2 separate regions of the Drosophila melanogaster genome follow, and region 1 is linked to region 2. A link is a contact called in public Hi-C data. All regions are on one chromosome and are shown on one strand. The core of a region is the stretch at or near the end of the contact, and the rest is flanking DNA. Distances in the headings are between cores, read along the strand shown.

Region 1 (5,217 bases), core at 190-2,689, 1.9 Mb after region 2:
CTGAATTTATATTGTTATTGTGTTATACTATTATTACTAAAAAGAAAATAACCCAAACATAATGCAAGGAAGCATGACAAGCTAACCGCGTTCCCTGGTTCAATTATTGGTTAGCCGCCACTATGTTAAGATTCTTAAGGTCGGGAGCCCCCGAAATCGCATTCGCGAGCCAGCTGAACCAACATTAGAACTCCCATCTAGCTGTCGCTAGGAAAGAGAGCTGGCGTAGGCAACGTCAGCAGAAGTTGAGATAGAGGGCCACATATGGACCCCACATATAACTAGTTACTGCGCTTATCAGTGCTTCCGCCTGTGACCACCATTAGAGGAATATAGAACCAATGTACATAACTAGTTCCAGTGCCTTTGCTAATTGTGGCGGGCGTGGGGCAAACACACCCACTATCTACGTACATATGTACATCTGCACTTCTGCACATACGTATACACCTACCTTGCATGTGGATGAGACGTCGGTTTTCTTGCAGAAATTGACCGGTGCCAGTCCGGGCAGATAGAAGGCCTGTGTCGGGGTCGCAAGGTGCAAGAGAACGACGCCCAGGAGCGGCAGAAGTCCGGATAGCAGGATCATCTCGAATTGGGGTAACCAACGAACGGCAGGAGTAGCAGACCTTCTTCCTTTACTTGTACGGGTTGTAATCACAACGTGGCCGTGTCCGCGATTCTCTGCCACACTTTCCGGATCGGCGGGCCACGCACAAACCGTACTATCTGGATATTTATCGGAATATACGGAGTTTTTCGAGTGTTTTTACTACGTTTCCTCTTTTTTGCCGAACGTCAGCACTGTAGCAGCGTTGCCACCTAGTACAGCTGAGAGGGCTGCCAACTGGCTGACAAAAAAACTACCAGCATTTGCAAAGCTAAATATTACCGCGAAAACCTTTAGCTCTTATTATTATTACGTGCAAAACGAAATTTGGTAGACTTAATAAACTTTTATATTTAAATTAATTAATTCCCCTGTTCAGTAAGCGAATGCAACCAATATACACACGTATACGTGTGATACTTCTAAGATATTACTATTTTTATCCACTGTTTCTTAATATAGTAATCAAATTTTGTTCATTTGTTAGTTTTTTACCTACGACTCTTAAGTCAAAGTATTCGATTATTTAGTTCGTTCGAGGTTTTGCTTCCGTGCTTATCTTTGAATATGAAAATTTTCGATAAGCACAATCATTCAAATTTAACGATTGATTTTTGGGGAGGCAAACGCGTTTTAATACAAGTAGTAAGTATTTTGGTCTTATCGTTCCTGACTAATAATATATTTTGTCAAATGGTTGCACATTTCCTACGCATTTAAGAATATTTAATTAATACGTTATTAGATTTAAAAATTATCGATAGTTCGAATAAAGCAATCGAATAGGTGTCGCCTTTTTCATCGAAACTCAGTGCTATCAAATAAAAATCGACATTCGTTTCAGCTCTATTTCAAATCGGAGACACAAGAAATATATTGCCTGCACTTCCCGAAGAGCAGATAAAGGTTCTGCCACCATTAAATAGGCTTATAATAATAACTAAGAAAATCGCCGTTAGGAATCCCGCGCTTTTTTACCGTTCCCGAAAAATAACCAAACAACAATGTGAGTAGAATGAAGAGTTCTACTGAACGCGCTTGTTGTGTGCGTGTGTGCGAAAAAATCAATTCTTTTGACAATCAAGGTGTTGCAACCTGTCGAAATAAAATCGCCAGCTTCAGCGGAGCAGCCCAATAACTTTAACTCTTTTGTCTCCACCATTTGCAGCCGACAGACTAGTGTTGTCTAGTAATTACGCAAAAATTCCATCACCCACACAGACGCACGAGCTGCAGAAAGAAACGGAAAGTGAAGTAGAAATCATATAGAGAGGAAAAGAGCGAAGACATGACTTCCGATATCGCCATGCAATTGATTGCCATTTTGGAAAAGACGGTGTCGCCAGGTGAGTTTCCCCACTGCTACAAACGTGTGTGTATAGATCCGAAAAATATGGATTTTTCTTCGATTGGCGGGAGGGACGCGCGTTATATGTTGCGCAGGGTTGCAATAGGCGCTCGCATATGTTTGGTTGCTAGGGGCCTCCGCACACATGTGCATCCACGTACATACTCCAAGGGAAACTTGGCGGCGCGTCTGTATGTATTCGCAATGCTTGCGCTCCTACAATTAAGGATGTACGAACCGCCTGCGACATAACCTCACTAACTCTAGGAATCGATGAGGCGTCGCTTCGGAGTCACCACCGTATGCTTGGCGGCCAGTTCTTCCGGTTGCTGATAAGGAATGCCTGCAAACTTGCCCCTTGCCTGAAGATTTTATGCTCCACCGCTACAATTCATTACTAGACCTTACTGCTTAGCTCTTCATATGCACACACTTCTTTCACCATCTATTGTATTCTTATTAAACAATATTCTCACTATATACGCCTTGCCTAAAAGTTCCTATCTTGCCTTCACATTCCCAAAAGTCAATTGTTGTAAAATTCAATGGCCTGATACCAAAGCTTTAAGCCGACCCAAAATGGTGGGCGTGTGTAGGCCCACAAATAAAATCTTTCGTTGACATAATTGGAAATTAAAAATGTCTAACCAACCAAATGACGCATTTTCAGACAAAAATGAGCTGCTATCGGCGAAGAACTTTCTGGAGCAGGCGGCGGCCAGCAACCTGCCCGAGTTTCTCAAGGCGCTGTCAGAGATACTGGTGAACACGGCCAACAGTGCGGTGGCGCGAATGGCAGCCGGTCTCCAGCTGAAGAACCACCTGACCAGCAAGGACGAGAAGGTCAGCCAACAGTACCAGGATCGCTGGCATCAGTTTCCCAGCGAGATCCGCGAGTTGATCAAGAATAACGTAAGTTACATACGCTGATGTTGAAACATATGACTTGTACAATTGGCACTGAATAACTGCGACTTACTTTCAGATCCTGGCTGCTTTGGGTACCGAGAACACCCGACCCTCCTGCGCCGCCCAGTGCGTGGCCTATGTGGCCGTGATTGAGCTGCCGATAAACCGCTGGCCCATGCTCATCCAGACACTGGTGAACAAGGTGGTCAGCGAAGGATCCAGCGAGATGCATCGCGAGTCGGCGCTGGAGGCCATTGGCTACATTTGCCAGGACATTCGTTTCGGCGTCATGGAGAACCAGTCGAACGATGTGCTGACTGCTATTATTCACGGCATGAGAAAGGTAGAGCCGAGCAATCATGTACGCTTGGCGGCCACCACGGCCCTTCACAACTCGTTGGAGTTCACCAAATCGAACTTTGAGAAAGACATGGAGCGCAACTTCATCATGGAGGTGGTGTGCGAGGCCACTCAGTGCCAGGACTCGCAAATCTGCGTTGCCGCTCTGCAGTGCCTGGTGAAGATTATGACCCTTTATTACCAGTACATGGAGCCCTACATGGCACAGGCTCTTTTCCCTATTACTTTGGCGGCCATGAAGTCTGATAACGATGCTGTAGCGCTGCAGGGCATAGAGTTCTGGTCGAACGTCTGCGATGAGGAGATAGATCTGGCCATCGAAAGCCAGGAGGCCACTGATCAGGGCCGCGCTCCGCAGAGAGTGTCCAAGCACTATGCTCGAGGTGCTCTGCAGTTCCTGACGCCTGTGCTCGTCGAGAAATTAACCAAGCAGGACGAGTGCGATGACGAGGACACCTGGAGCCCGGCGAAGGCCGCCTCCGTTTGCCTCATGGTGCTGGCCACATGTTGCGAGGACGAGATCGTGCCACATGTGCTTCCCTTCATCAAGGAGAACATCGAGTCACCTAATTGGCGATTCCGCGACGCAGCGGTAATGACTTTCGGCTCCGTGCTGAATGGATTGGAGACCAATACCTTAAAGCCGCTCGTGGAGCAAGCCATGCCCACGCTCATTCGACTGATGTACGACTCCAGCGTTATCGTGCGCGATACCATCGCCTGGACCTTCGGACGTATTTGCGATGTGCGTAGTGGTGATTTTTAAGGTGATTCATATTGTCATACTAACCTTCTACTGCTTTTTCCTGACAGATAATTCCCGAGGCGGCTATCAACGAGACATATCTTCAAACGCTTTTGGAGTGCTTCGTGAAGAGCCTAAAGTCAGAGCCGCGTGTAGCAGCCAACGTGTGTTGGGCCTTCATTGGACTTTCCGATGCAGCTTGGGAGGCAGCGGTCACCAACGACGGAGAGACTCCGGAGACGTACGCCCTGTCCCCGTACTTTGAGTACATCATTACCCAGTTGCTGGAGACCACTGATCGATCGGACGGAGCTCAAGCCAATTTGCGATGTGCTGCTTATCAGGCACTTATGGATATGATCAAGAACTCTCCCTTGGATTGCTACTTGGTGGTCCAGCGCACCACGCTGGTGATTTTGGAGCGCTTGAACCAGGTGATGCAGATGGAAACGCAGATTAACAATCACAGCGATCGTCATCAGTTCAACGATCTACAATCGCTTCTGTGCGCCACTCTGCAAAGCGTTTTGAGAAAGGTCCACGAGCAGGATGCGCCTCAAATTTCCGATGCCATTATGACCGCTCTGCTGACCATGTTCAATTCAAGTGCTGGAAAGTCGGGTGTAGTGCAGGAGGAGGCCTTCCTTGCCGTTTCGACATTGGTTGAGCTTTTGGGAGCTCAGTTCGCCAAGTACATGCCCGCTTTCAAGGACTTCCTCGTCATGGGTCTGAAGAACTTCCAGGAGTACCAGGTCTGCTGCGCAGCTGTTGGTCTCACCGGCGACATTTTCCGCGCCCTTAAGGACCTAATGGTGCCCTATTCCAACGAAATTATGACCGTATTGATAAACAATCTAACGGAGCCGACTATCCATCGAACCGTCAAGCCCCAGGTTCTGTCTGCTTTCGGAGATATTGCGTTGAGCATTGGCAACCACTTCCTGCCATATTTGAGCATGGTCCTAGATATGTTGCGCGTTGCGTCCAATCTGCAGGTTAGGTTACAACACGAATGGTATATGAGGGAATCGTTAACACTTTCTATAATCATTTTCAGACGGACGCCAACAACTTCGATATGAACGAATACATCAACGAGCTGCGTGAAAGCATCCTTGAAGCCTACACTGGCATCATCCAGGGCCTTAAGGGCGTTGACCAGACTGCCCATACAGACGTTATGCACATGGAGCCCCACCTGATGCACATTATTTCGTTCATCAAGCGCATCGCTCAGGAGGG
Region 2 (5,073 bases), core at 614-3,113:
GTGCCTCATACGTGATCAACTCGTTGGCCGAGAAGCAATCGTGCAGTTCCACCACCTGGACATCCTGGGGCTTGTACCCACTCTTGGCGAACAGACGCTCGGTGGCCAGACGGGTCATATCGGTTCCAGCAATCTTCATCAAGCTCTTGTCGGCAAAGGTGGACGCCGGGTCACTGGCCATCTCCATGCCCACAATCTCCACAGCCTGCTTTTCCAATCCGTGGCGACGCACGAAGGCCTCGGAGGCGAGAATGGCAGCTCCAGATCCATCGGAAGTGGGACAGCACTGCAGCTTGGTCAGCACTCCCTCCACAACCTGGGGCGACTTCATAATCTGCTCCAGGGTGTATTCATCGCGGAACTGCGAGTAGCTAAAAGAAACAATGGAGAGAAATGAAGTGGCGTGAATGAGGATCAGCTGCATGCAATACCGAGTGGTTGACGGTCTACGGTCTACTTATTTCTCTGTTTTCAGCGATAAGATAAGCACACGCGTAAGGTGAACTTTCGACTAAACTTACGGATTATTGACGGAGTGCTTGTGGTTCTTCCAAGCGATCTTGCCGAAATGCTCGGGCTTAGTGCCATACTTCTTCATGTGCTCCTTGCCGGCGTTGCCGAAGATCTGGGCAGCCATTGGACCAGCCCCGATCTCGGTCAGCTCACTCATCTCGGTGATGTGGCGCTCCATGGGATTTGCGCGATCAAAGTACTATTAGAAGAGCAAATAATGGATCAGTAATTGGATTTTTTAGAAGTGGACTCGTGTACCTTTGCGGACAATGATCCACGCTCCATCTTTTCGAATCCCAGAGCCAGGACGCATTCGGAGTTTCCGCTCTCTACGATCTGCTTGGCCAAATACAGTGCGCTGGATCCCGTGGAGCAGTTGTTGTTCACGTTATAGACCGGAATGCCGGTCATTCCGACCTCGTAGATGGCCCGCTGTCCGCAGGTGGAGTCTCCATAAACGTAGCCGGCCACCGCCTGCTGCACTTCCTCGAACTTGATTCCCGCATCCTGGAGAGCTTTGGTGATGGCTTCTTTGGCGAAGTCCGGGTAGCAAGCATCAGCTCGGCGACCGGGCTTCTCAAACTGCAGGAAATTGGAAGGAGATGGTCGGATAGATATTAACACCCAAGGCGGCACAAAGGTCAATCATTCGCAGACGAACCTTGGTCATGCCAACTCCGATAACGTAAACTCTGGTCTTGGTCATTTTTCGGCTGTTGGTTCTTTGCGGGATCACGGATTGGACTTTCTGTATCGACTGAAGTGGATCAACAGGTTGCGGACTTATATACGATAGATATGATAAGGCTAGATCTGTCGGTTCAGCTTGTTTCCCGTTAAATTTGTTGTTCACCTTCTATGCAGTTCATAAATATGCATCTGTAAACGAGAAACGTGCATACAACATAAGCATTTGGTGGGAATCTCTATCTTTTAGAAAGTCTAATAATAATGTAATAATGCTTATAAGAGCACTTTCCTTGTTTGTTTATAAGTTTAAAAGCGCTAAATATGACAGCACTATCAACAGGGCTACCAGCTATGATACACCGCTTTGATATTTTTCAATGCCTCCAAAACTGTGGACTCAAATAAGAGGCCATGAGCGTTGCAAAAAATAACTCATTTAATGGTCGAATTTTTCCATTGACTTGGTTTTTATGGCTATTTCAATTTCTTATAGATATTTATTTGTATAAAAAAAATAAACTGCATTCACTTTATTCAGGGCTGCACATATGTACGCAGGGCGCGTACTTGAATATTCGCTTCCCTAAATTTTTTGTTATGGCAATGTGGTCACCCTGTGGAAATCGGTATCGATAGCCCGATAGGTTCAGTCGTATGAAGGCTTAAGCCTCCTAATATCGCCAACAATCGCCATTCATTTTAACATTTAGTTAATTGCTCTTGAGCACTAGTTGTGGTATTACCTGTTTTACTCGCGATCCTGTAGCTGCAAAATGTCGAAGACCCGTGTGTACGTTGTCGGTGTGGGCATGACCAAGGTGTGTGTTCCACGAATTAGCCATCTGAGAGGATAAACATAAACAAAACCAAGACAAAGAATTCAAAGAGCAGCTTTGGTAACTTGCAATTAGCTTTAATATTGAGCAATCTTAAGCGATTGCCGGACTTTGAACTGCGCTGCACTTCGTACGCTAATCTGCTCTCGAATGATTTTGTCCCCATGCTATTATCATAAATATAATTATTATAACGACTATCAGAATCAGTCCTTTGCCCCCTGGAGTGGCACGATTAGGATTTTATTACACTGGGCTGACCATGTCAATCTCTGAGAATCTGGTAACAAAAACCCTGCTTTCGTGTTCCCTCTGCAGTTCGAGAAGCCCGGTCGCCAAGCTGATGTGTGCTACCCGGATTTCGCTAGGGAGGCCATCACAAAAGCTCTCCAGGATGCGGGCATCAAGTACGAGGAAGTGCAGCAGGCGGTGGCCGGCTACGTTTATGGAGACTCCACCTGCGGACAGCGGGCCATCTACGAGGTCGGAATGACCGGCATTCCGGTCTATAACGTCAACAACAACTGCTCCACGGGATCCAGTGCTTTGTATTTGGCCAAGCAGATCGTGGAGAGCGGAAACGCAGATTGCGTCCTGGCTTTGGGATTTGAAAAGATGGAGCGTGGATCCCTGTCCTCCAAGGTACAAGATTGCATTCCTTAAAAAACCGATTACTAATCCAATATTTTACTCTCTAATAGTACTTTGATCGCGCCAATCCCATGGAGCGTCACATCACCGAGATGGGTGAGCTGGCCGAGATCGGAGCTGGCCCAATGGCTGCCCAGATCTTCGGCAATGCCGGCAAGGAGCACATGAAGAAGTATGGCACTAAGCCCGAGCATTTCGGCAAGATCGCTTGGAAGAACCACAAGCACTCCGTCAATAATCCGTAAGAGTTAACTATAATCATTGCAATGCCTTATCTAATCTTCGGACATATTTCATCCGCTTAGCTACTCGCAGTTCCGCGATGAATACACCCTGGAGCAGATTATGAAGTCGCCCCAGGTTGTGGAGGGAGTGCTGACCAAGCTGCAGTGTTGTCCCACTTCCGATGGATCTGGAGCTGCCATTCTCGCCTCCGAGGCCTTCGTGCGTCGCCACGGATTGGAAAAGCAGGCTGTCGAAATTGTAGGCATGGAGATGGCCAGTGACCCGGCGTCCACCTTTGCCGACAAGAGCTTGATGAAGATTGCTGGAACCGATATGACCCGTCTGGCCACCCAGCGTCTGTTCGCAAAGAGTGGGTACAAGCCCCAGGATGTCCAGGTTGTGGAACTGCACGATTGCTTCTCGGCCAACGAGTTGATCACGTATGAGGCACTTGGACTGTGTGGAGAGGGCAACGCCGGCGAGTTCATCGACGCTGGAGACAACACCTACGGTGGCAAGTTCGTGGTCAACCCCAGTGGTGGTCTGATCTCGAAGGGCCATCCTCTGGGCGCCACGGGTCTGGCACAATGTGCTGAGCTCTGCTGGCAGCTCCGTGGATTGGCTGAGAAGCGCCAGGTGCCCAATGCTCAGTTGGCTTTGCAGCACAATCTGGGACTGGGTGGTGCCGTTGTGGTTGCCTTGTATCGTCTGGGTTTCCCAGCTGCCAACAGCGTGGTTCGCAATCTGACCGCTGCGGGCAAGGCTGCTACCAGTGAGGATGGCTTTAAGGTTGCGCCCCTGCTGAAACTATTGGAGCAGGCCATGCAGGAGGATAAGGACAATCTGATCGAAAAGGTGCGCGCCATTTACGGCTTTAAGGTCAACAACGGACCCAATGGACAGACCGGTTTCTGGGTAATTGATGCCAAGCAGGGCAAGGGAAAGATCATCTTCAATGGAACACGTGAGCACATTCCACTTTATAAAGCAAATTACTGATACTGTGTTCGGTTTTCTATTGCAGAAAAATGTGACGTTACCTTTATCATTAGCGACGATGATGTCTTTGAGCTGCTAACAGGAAAGCTGCCACCACAGAAGGCCTTTTTCCAGGGCAAGATCAAGATCCAGGGCAACATGGGCTTTGCCATGAAACTGATGGACCTGCAGCGATCCGCCCAAGGCAGGATCGAGGAGCTGCGCTCCAAGCTATAGGCTCCTCTTCTTGTGCAATGCAGCATCTTGGTGGCTTTGGATCTGTTAAACCTAGTTATATGAATATATCCAGCATACGCTTTTTATACGACTTTTGTATTATTTCTCTAGATTAAACTGTTATTTTCGTAATCGAAAGATTAATTTTTTTTTTGGGGTTTGCCAAATTAATTTAATCAAAAGCATTTTCTAATTTTGTACGATCCGAATCTTTATTGTTTCTTCAACGTGTAAGCTGTCTTAGTCCTAAAGTTATATATGGTATATATATATATAGTAATTATCAATGTGTGTATTGTTCTACGCACTTTTAAAACACTTTTCAAAAAAGTTGTTGAGAAGGAAATCAAACTGGGACCTTTAAATGTATTGTTATAAGGAGAACGAGTGTCTCTGGCCAATAGGTGCATGCCTTTTAAAAATACACACTATAACAGCTCAGTGTACCAGCCTGCATTAAAAAACTTTCAATTGTTGTATCTAAAAAGTGCTTGCGGTGTGGTTGGTGGTGTAAATAAATTAAAAAACTACATTTCTATCAAGTGCCGCATATTTAGCTTATAAACCTATGTTTCGTTATCAAATATAAGGGTGTTTGTATGTGAAGTTTAGGACTACATATAAGCTTTTGGCTATATACAAAGGAAGATCTCTGGGCACTGGATGAGATTTCACTCAGTTCGCACAAAACTGTGGCTGCTCAATATCGCAGAACAAGGAATAACAATTTTCAAAATAAATGGTATAATAGCGACTCCTGCAGAATGTAAAACATGATATACGGAAGTTTGGCGCACCACTTAAAAATATATAATTGTATGGCCAACCTTCAGTAAGTATTGAAATCCCTTTCAGAGTTGAGATCTTCCTTTAAAGGATTCAGCTACTCGAAATCCGTTTAACGTAATAACGAGTGCTTTTAAATTTACAAAATATATAGTTT

The links. Hi-C and Micro-C count contacts between places; a contact is called where the count stands out from the background.
Region 1: a contact with region 2 is called in a Hi-C map of the Kc167 cell line, with 1.8 times the contacts expected there. A contact is called at or near these places in 5 of 107 Hi-C or Micro-C datasets (the Kc167 cell line, embryo, eye imaginal disc and 1 more).

The regions. Positions count from the first base shown.
Region 1 is chr2L:20,733,472-20,738,688 of dm6, forward strand. Fs(2)Ket (Female sterile (2) Ketel) reads left to right here and starts at 1,440. Exons shown (of 7, transcript NM_001259182.2): 1 at 1,440-1,619; 2 at 1,782-1,959; 3 at 2,632-2,873; 4 at 2,947-3,975; 5 at 4,044-4,970; 6 at 5,033-5,217. The coding sequence starts at 1,902. TM9SF2 (Transmembrane 9 superfamily protein member 2) reads right to left here and starts at 838. Exons shown (of 5, transcript NM_001273708.1): 1 at 455-838. The coding sequence starts at 592.
Region 2 is chr2L:18,829,366-18,834,438 of dm6, forward strand. It overlaps ScpX (Sterol carrier protein X-related thiolase), which reads left to right and starts at 1,864. Exons shown (of 5, transcript NM_079976.6): 1 at 1,864-2,021; 2 at 2,358-2,681; 3 at 2,741-2,931; 4 at 2,996-3,879; 5 at 3,940-4,265. The coding sequence starts at 1,977. The coding sequence ends at 4,130. CG17597 reads right to left here and starts at 1,788. Exons shown (of 5, transcript NM_001299137.1): 1 at 1,489-1,788; 2 at 1,175-1,392; 3 at 772-1,095; 4 at 522-712; 5 at 1-371. The coding sequence starts at 1,219. It overlaps CG10600, which reads right to left. Exons shown (of 8, transcript NM_136069.4): 8 at 4,345-5,073.